Regions from separate parts of the Lactuca sativa genome. Here all the other regions are linked to region 1. A link is a contact called in public Hi-C data. All regions are on one chromosome and are shown on one strand. The core of a region is the stretch at or near the end of the contact, and the rest is flanking DNA. Distances in the headings are between cores, read along the strand shown.

What was found. A called contact is a pair of places that touch in the nucleus more often than the background predicts.
Region 2: a Hi-C map of leaf shows a contact between it and region 1, with 2.7 times the contacts expected there. The contact joins the promoter of LOC111915636 here to the promoter of LOC111915637 in region 1. A contact is called at or near these places in 4 of 4 Hi-C or Micro-C datasets (bud, leaf and seed).
Region 3: a Hi-C map of leaf shows a contact between it and region 1, with 4 times the contacts expected there. The contact joins the promoter of LOC111915616 here to the promoter of LOC111915637 in region 1. A contact is called at or near these places in 2 of 4 Hi-C or Micro-C datasets (both in leaf).

Annotation. Positions count from the first base shown.
Region 1 is chr5:56,257,551-56,261,915 of Lsat_Salinas_v11, reverse strand. It overlaps LOC111915637 (pentatricopeptide repeat-containing protein At1g18485), which reads left to right and starts at 2,756. Exons shown (of 1, transcript XM_023911277.3): 1 at 2,756-4,365. The coding sequence starts at 3,016. It overlaps LOC111915639 (serine protease SPPA, chloroplastic), which reads left to right. Exons shown (of 13, transcript XM_023911279.3): 13 at 1-160. The coding sequence ends at 54.
Region 2 is chr5:56,127,599-56,131,861 of Lsat_Salinas_v11, reverse strand. LOC111915636 (serine protease SPPA, chloroplastic) reads left to right here and starts at 1,967. Exons shown (of 13, transcript XM_023911276.3): 1 at 1,967-2,175; 2 at 2,309-2,514; 3 at 2,640-2,823; 4 at 2,919-3,056; 5 at 3,179-3,349; 6 at 3,427-3,598; 7 at 3,669-3,835; 8 at 3,915-3,984; 9 at 4,074-4,228. The coding sequence starts at 2,130.
Region 3 is chr5:56,036,760-56,040,885 of Lsat_Salinas_v11, reverse strand. LOC111915616 (UDP-glycosyltransferase 89B2) reads left to right here and starts at 1,612. Exons shown (of 1, transcript XM_023911257.1): 1 at 1,612-2,979. The coding sequence starts at 1,612. The coding sequence ends at 2,979.

The DNA.
Region 1 (4,365 bases), core at 1,507-4,006:
CCATTTGCAAATCCTATTTTCAATTTGCTCAAAGACTACTTGAGTTCTCTTTAATTTATATCCACATTCACAAGTCATCGAATGAGTTAAGTAGATCATATTGGATGTAATATTGTTGTACATTTCATGAACGAAAGGTTATCCAAGAGATTCAAACCAACCAATCTCATTAAAACTATAAATGTAGTGTTGTTTTATTGTTAAAAGAGATGTAAAGATAAAAAACGAAAAATGTTAAAAGAAAAAATAAAATGTAAGGAAAAAAAACATAAATGTAATATTGTTTGATGGAATTTGCATGTAGTATTATTATGTATATAGTAATAATATGAAAAGAAACCTTATCTTTATCAATATACCAGGCAAAAGAACAATCATTTACATTGTGTGATGACAATTATAAGTGACGATCACTCGTAAGGTCATACCGTATGTAACATTTTTCTTATAAATAGACGTCTTCTTCAATTTCTTTTTCATAGTATCCAATTTTGAAAAACAATTTGTTTAATTAACAAATTGAGTTGTCCATAATATTTGTTATGGTTTGATGAATTAAATGATAATGTATGTTTATTTATTACTATTAAGATATTTATGTTTATATAAATGACAAATTCATATTTATATGTATTGATTAGACCTCAAGATGCCGATAATAAATGTAGTTACTTCACTAGTGAGTAGTGACGCATCAAAATTTGAAACCGACATGCTAAAAACTTTAGGTTATTTAGTATGGTTAAATTTATTAGTTTCTGATTAAAAAAATGCATTTTTAGGTATTCAATTTTTGTCATCAATTAATAGACTTGGTTCAAAAGATAGGTTGCAGACTTGTTTATGTTATTGTAATAAAAAGATATACTACTAACATAAATATTTTTCCAATGTGATCATGGTGGTATTTACAAAAGTAAAAAAATATCCACAAAAAATATTGGTAGCAAAAGAATAAATTTTTCATTCAAATTGAAATGAAAGTATGTAGATGTTTGTTGGTCCTTAAAATCATGTATAATGATTGAGTGAATGCATAGATTTCACTAAATGGACTACACAATAAGTTTAATAAGGAACCATTGAGACATCTGATGATACGTTTCCGGATACGGTAAAACTTTTTAAGAGAGTACAACGGATCATGCATAGTAATGTCATATCATGTAGATATATATGTGTAGTCTTCAAATGACTTGGCTTTACCACACAAAAAGACTTAGCGCCACAGCTTGTTGCTCGTTTGTCATCTCACTCGTTGTATAATTATAACTAAATTTTATTGAGGTCTAATGATTAATATAAATAAATTTATGTAGGGGCATTAACATTTTACAACTTATTTTCGATCTTCAACATTTCTATTTTTAAAAAGTTAATTTTACATCATGACATATGTAATTTAGATAAGCTTCTTGTTTAATTATTTTTGTGTATTTGCAAGAACCTTCGACAAAAGTTTTGTGTTTTTCATATGGGTTGATCCACCACTGTGAAATAAATAAATTGAAGATGCCAAATTTGAGTCACGTATGTACTTAAAGAACAATAGTGAATGCCAAGAGCAAATTGACTCAAGAAGAAGAAAATGGTCAATTTATTAATGTTTATTGTTGTTTTGCTCATAGCTATTGTATTGATCCGGAATGTAGTGGTAATTAAATTATATTAGATAATGTCATGTAATGGTAATTAAGTTGTCTTAGGTAATGGCCTTTGTAGTTTTGGAGAGGACCTGGTTACTAACCTCCAGTCCTCTACTTCCTTATAAACATTACCATCCTTATTTTTGTTAACACCCTCATTTATATCTTCATCACCTCCAATGCTTCGACCTCCATTTCCTCATCATTGTTAGCACCTTCATGAACATCATCCATACTTATACCTTCATAAGAATTTACACCATCATCAACATTTAGTCATTTATCATCATGGACATCATGTATAAATTATAATGTCTATCCATTGGCACCAACTACCTCAAATTTCCCACCTCCTTTCACATAAATTTTCCTTCAACCAATTAGTTGCATTTTCTAGTTTTTCCATCATGATTGACAATAACTTGAACCTTACATTCTTTTCAAAAAAAAAAACTTGAACCTTACATGTACTACCATGGTTTGATCTAAGCATTTCATGGGCATAGTTCCACACTTTGGCGTGGTGATGGCTTAATTTACCTTTTATGGTTTTCCTACCTATTTTTTTAGCCATATGACATTGACTTCTAGACACTTCATAGTTGACCTTATGCTTGATGTTATCTATCATCTCCTTTAAGGTAACTTTGGACCCACTAATAAACATTTTCTAGCTATATAGCATTGACCTCTAGACACTTCGTAGTTGACCTTATGCTTGATGTTAGCCATCATCTCCTTTAAGGTAACTTTAGACCCAATAACAAGCCGTCTTATGTAACATTTATCTATCAAAGTTGGTGTAACAAGAGAATCGAATAAGAAGTTTCTTGCAGTTGATGAGTTTCATTCAAACATTTTATTTGCTTCTTTAACCATTCTCTGCTTCTTAAACCCTTTTCTTGTAATGATGAGTTTTCTTTAACCATAAAAATGATGTTTTAGAATGCACTAACAAACATATCACCCCCGCGTCATTACGGGTAACCGACTCTTGGACTTAACACGCTTTGAAGGCAAAAATAAAAAGTTTTGGACAGATTGTCAATTAATAAGAAAAGAAAAAGGCAACAAAAAATAATAAATTTAAACGTTTTCTTATAAATAACTCTAAAAGTATACATCGTTTTAAAAGAAGAAAAAAAACTCTTAAAAGTATCCAATATCCAATAAACGATTTTATTGTATTTTTATTGAACACTGTAAATTGATTATTATAAGTTATTTGCAAGAATTTGAGAAATTATTTATTTTCATTAATATATGCAAAATTTTATTGTTTTTATTAAAAAAGGCCTATTTTTTAATTGAGGAAATATCGTCAACTAGAAAGAGCAGGAAAAAAAAAAAAAGAGGCGAGCCTTTCACCATGGCTATGATGTCATCGTCACCACCACTACACGTCGGAGACCGCCATCCACCTCCGCCTCTACTTCACTCGACCAGCACCAACGTTCAACTCGTCGCAAATTGTGAGCTTCCTCGCCGACAACACTCCAACCGTTTGTCTCAAAAGATCGATCGTCTCTGCCAATTGAAAAACCTCACCGGAGCTCTGACTTTGCTCCACGACTCGCCTTCTGAACTTACAGAAACCGCCAAAGCAACCGGTATTCTACTGCAGGCATGCGGTGGCGACAAAGACATCGAAACCGGCCGGAAAGTCCACCAACTGGTTTGGTCATCGCCGCACTTGAGAAACAACTCAATCCTCAACACTCAAATTATCACGATGTACTCCGTTTGTGGATCTCCCTCCGATTTACGAATCGTTTTCGAACAACTAGAGAACAAGAACTTATATCAATGGAACGCAATCATCAACGGATACTCTAGAAACGATCTCTGTGATGATGCGATTCTTGTCTTTTCCCAGTTTTTGCAAACAGAGCATATACCTGATAATTTCACCTTGCCTTGCGTGATTAAAGCTTGTGTCGGAGCTCCGAATTTGATATGTGGTCAGGTGGTTCACGGTATGGCCGTGAAGACAGGTTTGATCTCAGATGTCTTTGTGGGTAATGCGTTGGTTGCAATGTATGACAAGTTTGGATTTGTAGATGATGCAGTCAAGGTGTTCGACTTTATGCCTGAAAGAAACTTGGTCACATGGAATTCATTGATTTCAGTGTTCTCAAATAACGGATTTTCTCAAAAAAGTATCCATCTGTTCATGGAGTTTCTGGTTGCCGGAGAAAGTTTGACACCTGACGTTGCTACATTAGTAACTTTGCTACCAGTTTGTGCTTCTGAAAGAGACATCTTGTTAGGAAAAACCATCCACTCTTTGGCTGTGAAATTGGGCTTGTATCATGATTTGATGATTCAAAATGCATTGATGGACATGTATTTGAAAAACGGATACATGTTAGAAGCCCATATCATTCTTGATAAAATAAAAAACAAGAATGTGGTTTCTTGGAATTCGATTATTTGGGGTTGTTCAAAAGAAGGTGAAGTTGGACATACATTTGAACTTCTTCGCAAGATGCAAATGGAAAAAATAAAACCCGATCAGGTAACCATTCTAAACGTCTTAAAAGTTTGCTTACATCATTCACATCTCTTAAAGGTAAAGGAACTTCATGGATATTCAATTCGACATGGCATTGAATCTAACGAATTGGTGGCAAATGCTTTCATTACAGCTTACACAAAACATAGGTCATCATATTGTTTGGGTGAAAATACTTTTAACCTCATGAAAAACACAACAGTA
Region 2 (4,263 bases), core at 718-3,217, 130 kb after region 1:
ATTAAGAGGTAAACAAACAAACCCTAAGTCCATCCATTTAGTAGCTACATGGTATAATAATGTGATACATGTACCAATAATAGAAACAGATACATACACAATAACATAGACGGATATGGATAATAAAAATTACTGTATTACCCTTTATGCATTCAGTTTACATGAACACATATAAAATATAATTAAGTTTTTTTACTTTCATTTTGTTTCCTCCATCATATTTGCAATTTAAAGTTACTATGATACACATTACTAAAAAAGATACATTTACTTTCAGTTTTGTTTTTTTAAAAGCATCTTACTTTCTGAAATTTTGCAGAAAAAGGAATTATAGATTCAATGGAGGATTTGATCTTGAGTTTATTTATCAAGAAGTTGAAGTAGAAATCTATTGAGTCAAGTAGGATGCGTTTCAATAATCAAATATGCGTTTCAATAATCAAATAAGAACAACTACTAAGGTTTTTACTAATTTTGAAAGCGAAATTGCAACAGATACACGTACTTTCGATTATATATATATATACATTCTAAAAAAACATATTTTTTTGTGAAATTTTGCAGAAAAAGGAATGATGGACTCACAAGATTAGTAGATAACCCCCGCTAACTGTATAACATGAGATGTTTTTAGAAAACTAAAAGTACATTGGTATTAAAGTATTTTCAGAAAAAAGTTATAATTACTAGTTTATGAAGATGAACTAACCCGATTTGTTATGATGTCTCTTTTGTAGAAATCGTAATCTTGAACATGAGAAAACACAATACACTTCAACAATTGGAATGAAAGTTGAAAACGTGTTACTGATATGAAATATAGATGGAATAAAAAATATTTATTATTAGAATATTAATTTCAAATTGCTAAATCCTAATAAAGGTTCATCAAAATAGATAGGACTTGTAATTAAAGATTTGAACATAAATTGCTATTGTTTGTTGATGCGTATGGCGAGCTTGATCTATCCAAAGCTGTGTGATCGGATTCTTTGTCGCCTCCGCACAATATCAAGAGAAGAAAGTCGTTAGTCGTTAGCCGTTCCTGGGAGAGTGCTCCCGGAAGAACGCTCCGACGGTCAAGTTAGAGTGTTTCTAGGGTTTCTCTGTGTGTATATAAGTCAGAGAAGAGTGCTTACCTTGTGAGTCCAAGGGTGTATCCTTTTGTACCTAGCGCTTTTGCCTAGTCCGTACCAGACAAGATCGCTTTTTGGGGGAGACAGGATCAGGGGCGTTGATTAGAGGATCATGCGCCTTTGACCGTTAGAGCGCTCTCATTGGTCTTGACGATAATGGCCTGACCCTGCTACTTGTCTCTTGACCGTATCTTTTGTCTTGGAGTTGGGAGCGTCCTTTGGCTGGCACGAGCCTTTCGTTGGGACTCCATAAGTGCTCCTAGCGGGCACTGAAGCCTTTTGTTGAGGCGCCCTGCTAGTGGGAGCGTTGGCGGACGCTGAGCTTACTGAGCCCGACCTGGCCGACACGCTAAGGCCTTGGCCAGGGTGTGGTTTTACCGTGCTGGCTTAGGCACATCATCATTTGCAAATGTGGAATTTGAATGTTATTTGAACCAAAAAAATTCGGTAATTTGATGAAAAATCGGGATTATAATTAATATCTATCAATTTATGATTTCTTTTTGTAGTAATAATTAAAATTATTTTTAAAAATGACACGTGGCATTATAATACGGTAGAATAGGACATGCGTCACAATGATTTTGTTTATTAATGATTTTGCTTATTAGATGATGAGTAGATACATAGATTAAGATTCCGAATAAAAGGAAAATCTCAAAAGTCTTTTTAAAATCAATTGATTTCTCACGTTGAGGAATCATACAATAATATTCGGATTTTGACCCATAAGTCTTTCTAAATTTTATAGAATGAGTGGTCTCTAACTCCAAGTATATGTTCTTATTTAGATTAAGAATAAAACGAAAAACCAAGTCAAAAGTCTTTTTAAAATCATGTTCTTATTTAGATTACGAATAAAACGAAAACCAAGTCAAAAGTCTTTTTAAAATCAATTGATTTCTCACATTGACTTCATGTAATCATAAATTCACAATCATTTAACTTACGAAAATTGATTTTACTTGATCATCCGATTAATTACAACAAGAGATGGCCTCATCAATTGAAATAATGGAATCAAATCTCACAACATCAAGTAAGCATATTCTGTTTATAGAGTTCTTCGTAGTTTATTAGCCGATATATATTTTTAATTTGATTACGTTTATATAATCAACATATATATTTGAATTGTTGATCTGACACAAAAAATGATGATATTCTGTAAGAGAATCAGGAGGAGAAATGCGAGTTAAAGCCCGAATTGGCCGATTATGGCAGTTTAAAAGACGATGGCGATTATCCCAGTGGAGAATTTGAGTTTAAAAAACCAGGTGCTTGGAAGAGCTTCGTGGTGAAGCTACGCATGCTAACTGTTTATCCATTGCAACGTGTTCGCAAAGGCAGCGTTCTGAATATCAAATTGCGCGGCAAGGTTTGGTCGTTTTCACCCCTTTTGATTTTATCAACTATTGTTCTTGAATCGAAATTACACAATAATGTTTATCGAAGTGAACATATTGGATGACGAAATTGATTTTTTACTGTTGCCAATTTCAGATAACTGATCAAGTGAAGGGTCGTTTCTCTTCAGGATTATCCCTACCTCAAATCTGTGAAAACCTAATTAAGGCAGCATATGATCCTCGTATATCTGGTGTTTATCTCCACATTGAAACCCTGAAATGTGGATGGGCCAAAATTGAAGAAACTAGAAGACACATACTGGATTTTAGAAAGTCAGGTAGATTTATAATAATTGTTATGAAATTACATGTATATGAGTTTTCAATTACCATAATTCTGATACTTGTATTAAACTGTGATAATTCAATTTAGGAAAGTTCATTGTTGGTTATGCACCTGTATGGCATGAAAAGGAGTATTACATTGCCTGTGCTTGTGAAGAGCTGTATGCCCCTCCAAGTGCGTACTTTTCATTGTATGGTTTAACTGCTCAAGCATCATTTCTTGGAGGTAAGTTTGACACATTACATTTCACTTCCAGCTTTAGAATTGTCCCCATTGTTGTTGCTTTACATCTATCAAATCTTGTGATCAACTTCTTAACTTAACTAACCAAAGTGGTGTGCATAAAGGTGTACTTGAGAAAGTAGGAGTTGAACCACAAGTAGAGAGGATTGGTAAATACAAGAGTTTTGGTGATCGACTAACTCGCAAGAATATATCTGAAGAAAATCGCGAGGTTCTTACAACATTAGTAGATAATATCTATGGGAATTGGGTCAACACGGTTTCTCAATCCAAAGGTGAAGTTAGCTTGTCCTTTCTTTAGTCTTGAATCTTGATATATCAAAGCAATCGATTCAGATTGTTTCATTTACAGGAAAGAAAAAGGAAGATATTGAAAGGTTTATCAATGAAGGAGTTTACCAAGTAGAAAAGTTGAAAGAAGATGGATGGATAACAGATATAAAATACGAAGATGAGGTTACATCTATGCTGAAAAAGAAATTAGGCATTGTGGAGAAGAAAAAACTTCCACTTGTTGCTTACAAGTAATGATCTCTTATTTAAATTAGTTTTTTTCATCTTATAATCTTACAAGCACTTGTCAATATGCTCCAGGAAATACTCAAGAGTTAGAAAATGGAGCTTGGGATTGACAGGTGGCAAAGATCAAATTGCAGTAATCAGAGCTTCAGGTAGCATTAGTCGTGTAGGAGGCTCATTTTTTGAACCTAATTCAGGCATCATTGCTGAGAAATTCATTGAGAAGATTCGCAAAGTAAGAGGTATGTATGTATATATACACTTCATTTTATGTCATTTTAGATTCATGTGTACGAACTTGTCTTGTTTTTTTTTTTTCAGAGTCAAAAAGGTATAAGGCAGTTATTATCCGAATTGATAGTCCTGGTGGTGATGTTCTTGCTTCTGACTTGTAAGTTCTTGTTAATATTAACCACAAGGCATTTAACATTAACATGGATATTTGATTTTTGATGTTGTTAAGGTTTTATTTTTGTGCAGGATGTGGAGGGAAATCAGTTTATTGGCTGAATCTAAGCCTGTGATTGCATCAATGGTTGATGTTTCAGCTAGTGGAGGATACTATATGGCAATGGCTGCACAAAGTATAGTCTCAGAGAATCTTACTTTGACTGGGTCAATTGGTGTTGTTTCAGGTAGATTACACTATCCTCGAATTTTCAGTTAGTTT
Region 3 (4,126 bases), core at 363-2,862, 220 kb after region 1:
TTGTTTTTTCTTGCATGTTTAGTCCATCCGCACATAAAAAGACTATTTTACCTTTGTTTATTTATTTTTTGATTTGTTTATTAATTATTAATTAATAATCTATTAAAAAATTGTTTAATTAAATATAAGCACTACCACCACCATTATTATATCTCTTATCTTCTTTCTCAACTACAGCAACCACCACTTATCACCACCAAAATCCACCACCTCTCACCACCAGAAACCACCATATGTCACTCCTATTTCTCTCCCACTTCCTACCACCATTCACCTCTAGCCACCAGCCACCTACGGTGCCTCCACCTATCACCGCTAACACCTCATAAACAACCGCTAGTCGACGACAACTAGAAACAACCATCTACTACCACTTAACCAAACCAAACCAAACTTGAAACCCTAGGTGGCATTTAAAACCCTAGGCGTGGTGTTAATGAAACCTCAGATCGGAACCCAGATACAGTGAAGGCGGTGATGTTCCAACCCTGAGACGATAAAGGTTCGAAGCAACTTACCTCTGAGGAAAAATGGTACACATCATCCTCCAGATCTGTGATCTTTAACGAACTACCACCTTCTTCTCCAGATCTGACAGTCCACCGAACAACCACTTCAAGATCTGCAAGCTTCAACGAACAGGTTTTCAAGCGAACAGATAGTGACAACGAATGTGTAGATTTGAGATGGTGTAGATATGAGACAAAGAAGGGTTTCAAGAAAAGAAACAATCACAAAGATGAAGGCGACGCCGACGGAGACGAAATGGTGTAGATCTAATGAAGAGGTCACGTTCTTCGACGAGGCGGCAATCACGACAACGTGACAATTCCAAAGAAGGTGCGGCGTTTGTGAACAATGAAGCTTTTGATGGTGGTGGAGACAGAGATTCAGGTGGTTTTTTAGGGTTTTAGACAAAGATGTGAGATGGTGGTAGGTGATGGCGGCACACCGGAGATAGAGGTTTTGGTGGTGGTTCATATATACAGCGGTGGTGGTGAATATTCCCGATGATGGTATAGAGAGAGAGAGAGAGAGAGAGAGAGAGAGAGAGAGAGAGAGATTAAATTAAGAGTTTTAAAAAGGTGTGACCATATTTCTTTTTTTATTAAAAAAAAATAACGTTAAATTAATTGGAAAAGAAATAGACAAAAAATATTATGGTCATTTTATATCTATCATGGACTAGATGCGCAACAAAAATGTATGACAGACACAAAAAGTACAAGTTTTATGCAAACGAGAAACATCGGAATTAATTTTTGAAAATATCGATTAAACACGTTTTCTAACATTTACACGAGGAACAATGGGTATAATTTACATTTTATAAAGAACAAACGTGAGCACTGACGTCACTTCATCGTTCATACCAATGTAATTAGCTTCTAAATAATTAATTAACAAATGGACATATTTAGTAATTTTAAGTATTCAAACGAACCACGACAAAACATCTTAATTAACCAAGATCCCACGTTCTACCAAATACCAATCTATCCAAAAGGTGAGCAAACAGCACACGGTTTCAAGCATTAATTCCATAACGTTTTTTAAGTTATAAATATCCAACTCTCTCTATTCTTTTGACAGATCATCATACTTTTAAACATGACTCACTCAACCAACACAAAACATTTACTAGTCTACCCGTTCACTGGCTCCGGCCATATCATTCCCTTACTCGACCTCACCGATATCCTCCTCCGCCGTGGCCTAACCATCACCGTCGTCATCTCCCCCGTCAACCTCCCACTACTCGACCCTCTCCTCTCCTCCCACCCCTCTTCTCTGCACAAGCTTCTCTCCCCTGATCCTGAAATCAACCCATCATCTCCTCACCCCCTTATCGGCAAAATAGTTTCCACTCAAAAACAGTTTGATCCCATCGTTAAATGGTTCAGATCCCACCCTTCGCCGCCGGTGGCCATCATCTCTGACTTCTTTCTCGGGTGGACTAATGAACTCGCTTCCCACCTTGGCATCCAGCGCGTGGTGTTCAACCCTTCAGGTGCTTTTGCTTCTTCCATTATTCAATCGATGTGGCGTGATGTGGGTGAGAATAAGAATAACGCCAACAATGGTGTCGATAAAGATGCTAGCTCCTTGATTTCTTTCCCGGAAATCCCTAGCTCGCCGGAGTTTCAAATGTGGCAGTTGCCACCGGTCTCACGTAACTTTATAAAAGGAGATCCTGATTACGAGTCATTTAGAAAAGGAATGTTGGCTAATATGACTAGTTGGGGGGTTGTGTACAACACATTTGAAGACTTAGAAAAAACCTACATGGACCACATGAAGAAACAAATGGGTCATGATCGGGTTTGGGCCGTTGGCCCGTTACTTCCTAGAGATGGTACCGCTCGTGGTGGGCCAAGTGTGGCGCCACCTCATGAGCTACTCACGTGGTTAGACAACAAAACAGATGAGTCTGTTGTGTATATATGTTTCGGAAGCCGAACCACATTAAACGAGAAGCAAATGAGTGCATTAACGGGTGCACTTGAGCTTAGCAATGTTAATTTTATTTTGTGTGCAAAAGGAAGTGATTCAGCGTTTAAACAACGAGTGGGTGATCGAGGGTTCATAGTCGAAGGATGGGCCCCACAGTTGGCGATATTAGGACATCGGGCTGTAGCGTCATTTGTGACTCATTGTGGGTGGAATTCCACGTTGGAAGGAGTTTCAGCGGGTGTGACGCTGCTGACGTGGCCAATGGGTGCTGACCAATATGCAGATGAGAAGCTATTGGTTGACGAGTTGGGTGTTGGGAAACGAGCTTGTGAGGGTCGACCTGATAATGTGCCAGACTCGATTGAGTTGGCTCGGTTGTTGGATGAGTCGTTAAGTGGGGAGATATTGGAGCGAGTAAAAGTGAAGGAGCTAAGTCAAGCAGCTAGCAAGGCAGTCAAAGGAGGAACATCAATAAGGGATCTGGATATGTTCGTTAAGCTTATTAAGCTTATATGTGAGCTCTAAATTCTCGTAATTTAAGCGGCAAGCATGACTGAGAAGTAATTTAATAAAAAGATATATGATTATTAATCATAATTTTATATATGCGCTGCACACCCCTTATACACATAATTTTATTATAGATTAAAGAGTTAATAATAGTATAATTTAGATTATTAGTTCTACACGTGATAGTTTTTATAAAGTATTAAAAACTCAAATAGTTGTATCATATGTTAGGTTGTTTAAGGTTGAACCGCCACATGTAGGGATTCTACCGGTTCATACATACTATCAAACATATCAACATATTTGTGAACTTGTTATTTAGTTAATAGAAAGGAAAATGTCACTAGCACAATAAAGTTATGTCTTTGGCTAGATTTGGTCATTGAACAATTTTTTTGTTCAGTTAGTACTTTTAACAATTTTGCCGTTAGCTAGCCTACGTGGCAGGATGATGTGTAAGGGAAGCTGATTTGGCACTGCTCCAAACACATTACAGCAGCCTCCATTATCATGATGTGATGACCTCTAAAAACTATTTTGTTTCAGTTTTTGAAGATTAAAATAGATAACTACCTTTTGGGTTTTCTTAAATTACTATTTTGTTTCATGGCTTTCAGTGGTGGTTGTCGTCATGTTGTTCATTTATTCCACCATTGGTCTTGGCCTTGAAATTAACATATAGTTTATTCTCTTTCGGTCAACAGAAAAATGGCAAAGTCAAAGGAAGTCTCACTCGTATAATGTGGCAAAGCCTTCAAGCATCTGGAGCCATTGCCTTTGCTTATTCTTATTTCCTCATCCTCATTGAAATCCATGTAAAAATATAATATGTTTAGTGAATCAATACTTACAAATGATAAAAGGTAATCCGAGATCTAAATATATTTTCCGATGATCTTTAGGATAGGCAAAAAAGAAAACGATGAAAAAACAACATTAATAAGCGTAGCAACAACCACCCTCTTCTGCATTTACGGTGGATACATGTGAACCATTTGAGCTCCAACGAGTTGGAATATCAATCCATTTTATCCTAAACCATAACCTTTAACCAAAACAACGTAATCAATGAAGTCAGTTCATGTTAAATAATATAAATTGGCTTCCACGCATATTCTTTTTTCCTCCATAATAATCATACTAATTAATACCTCTTTCATAA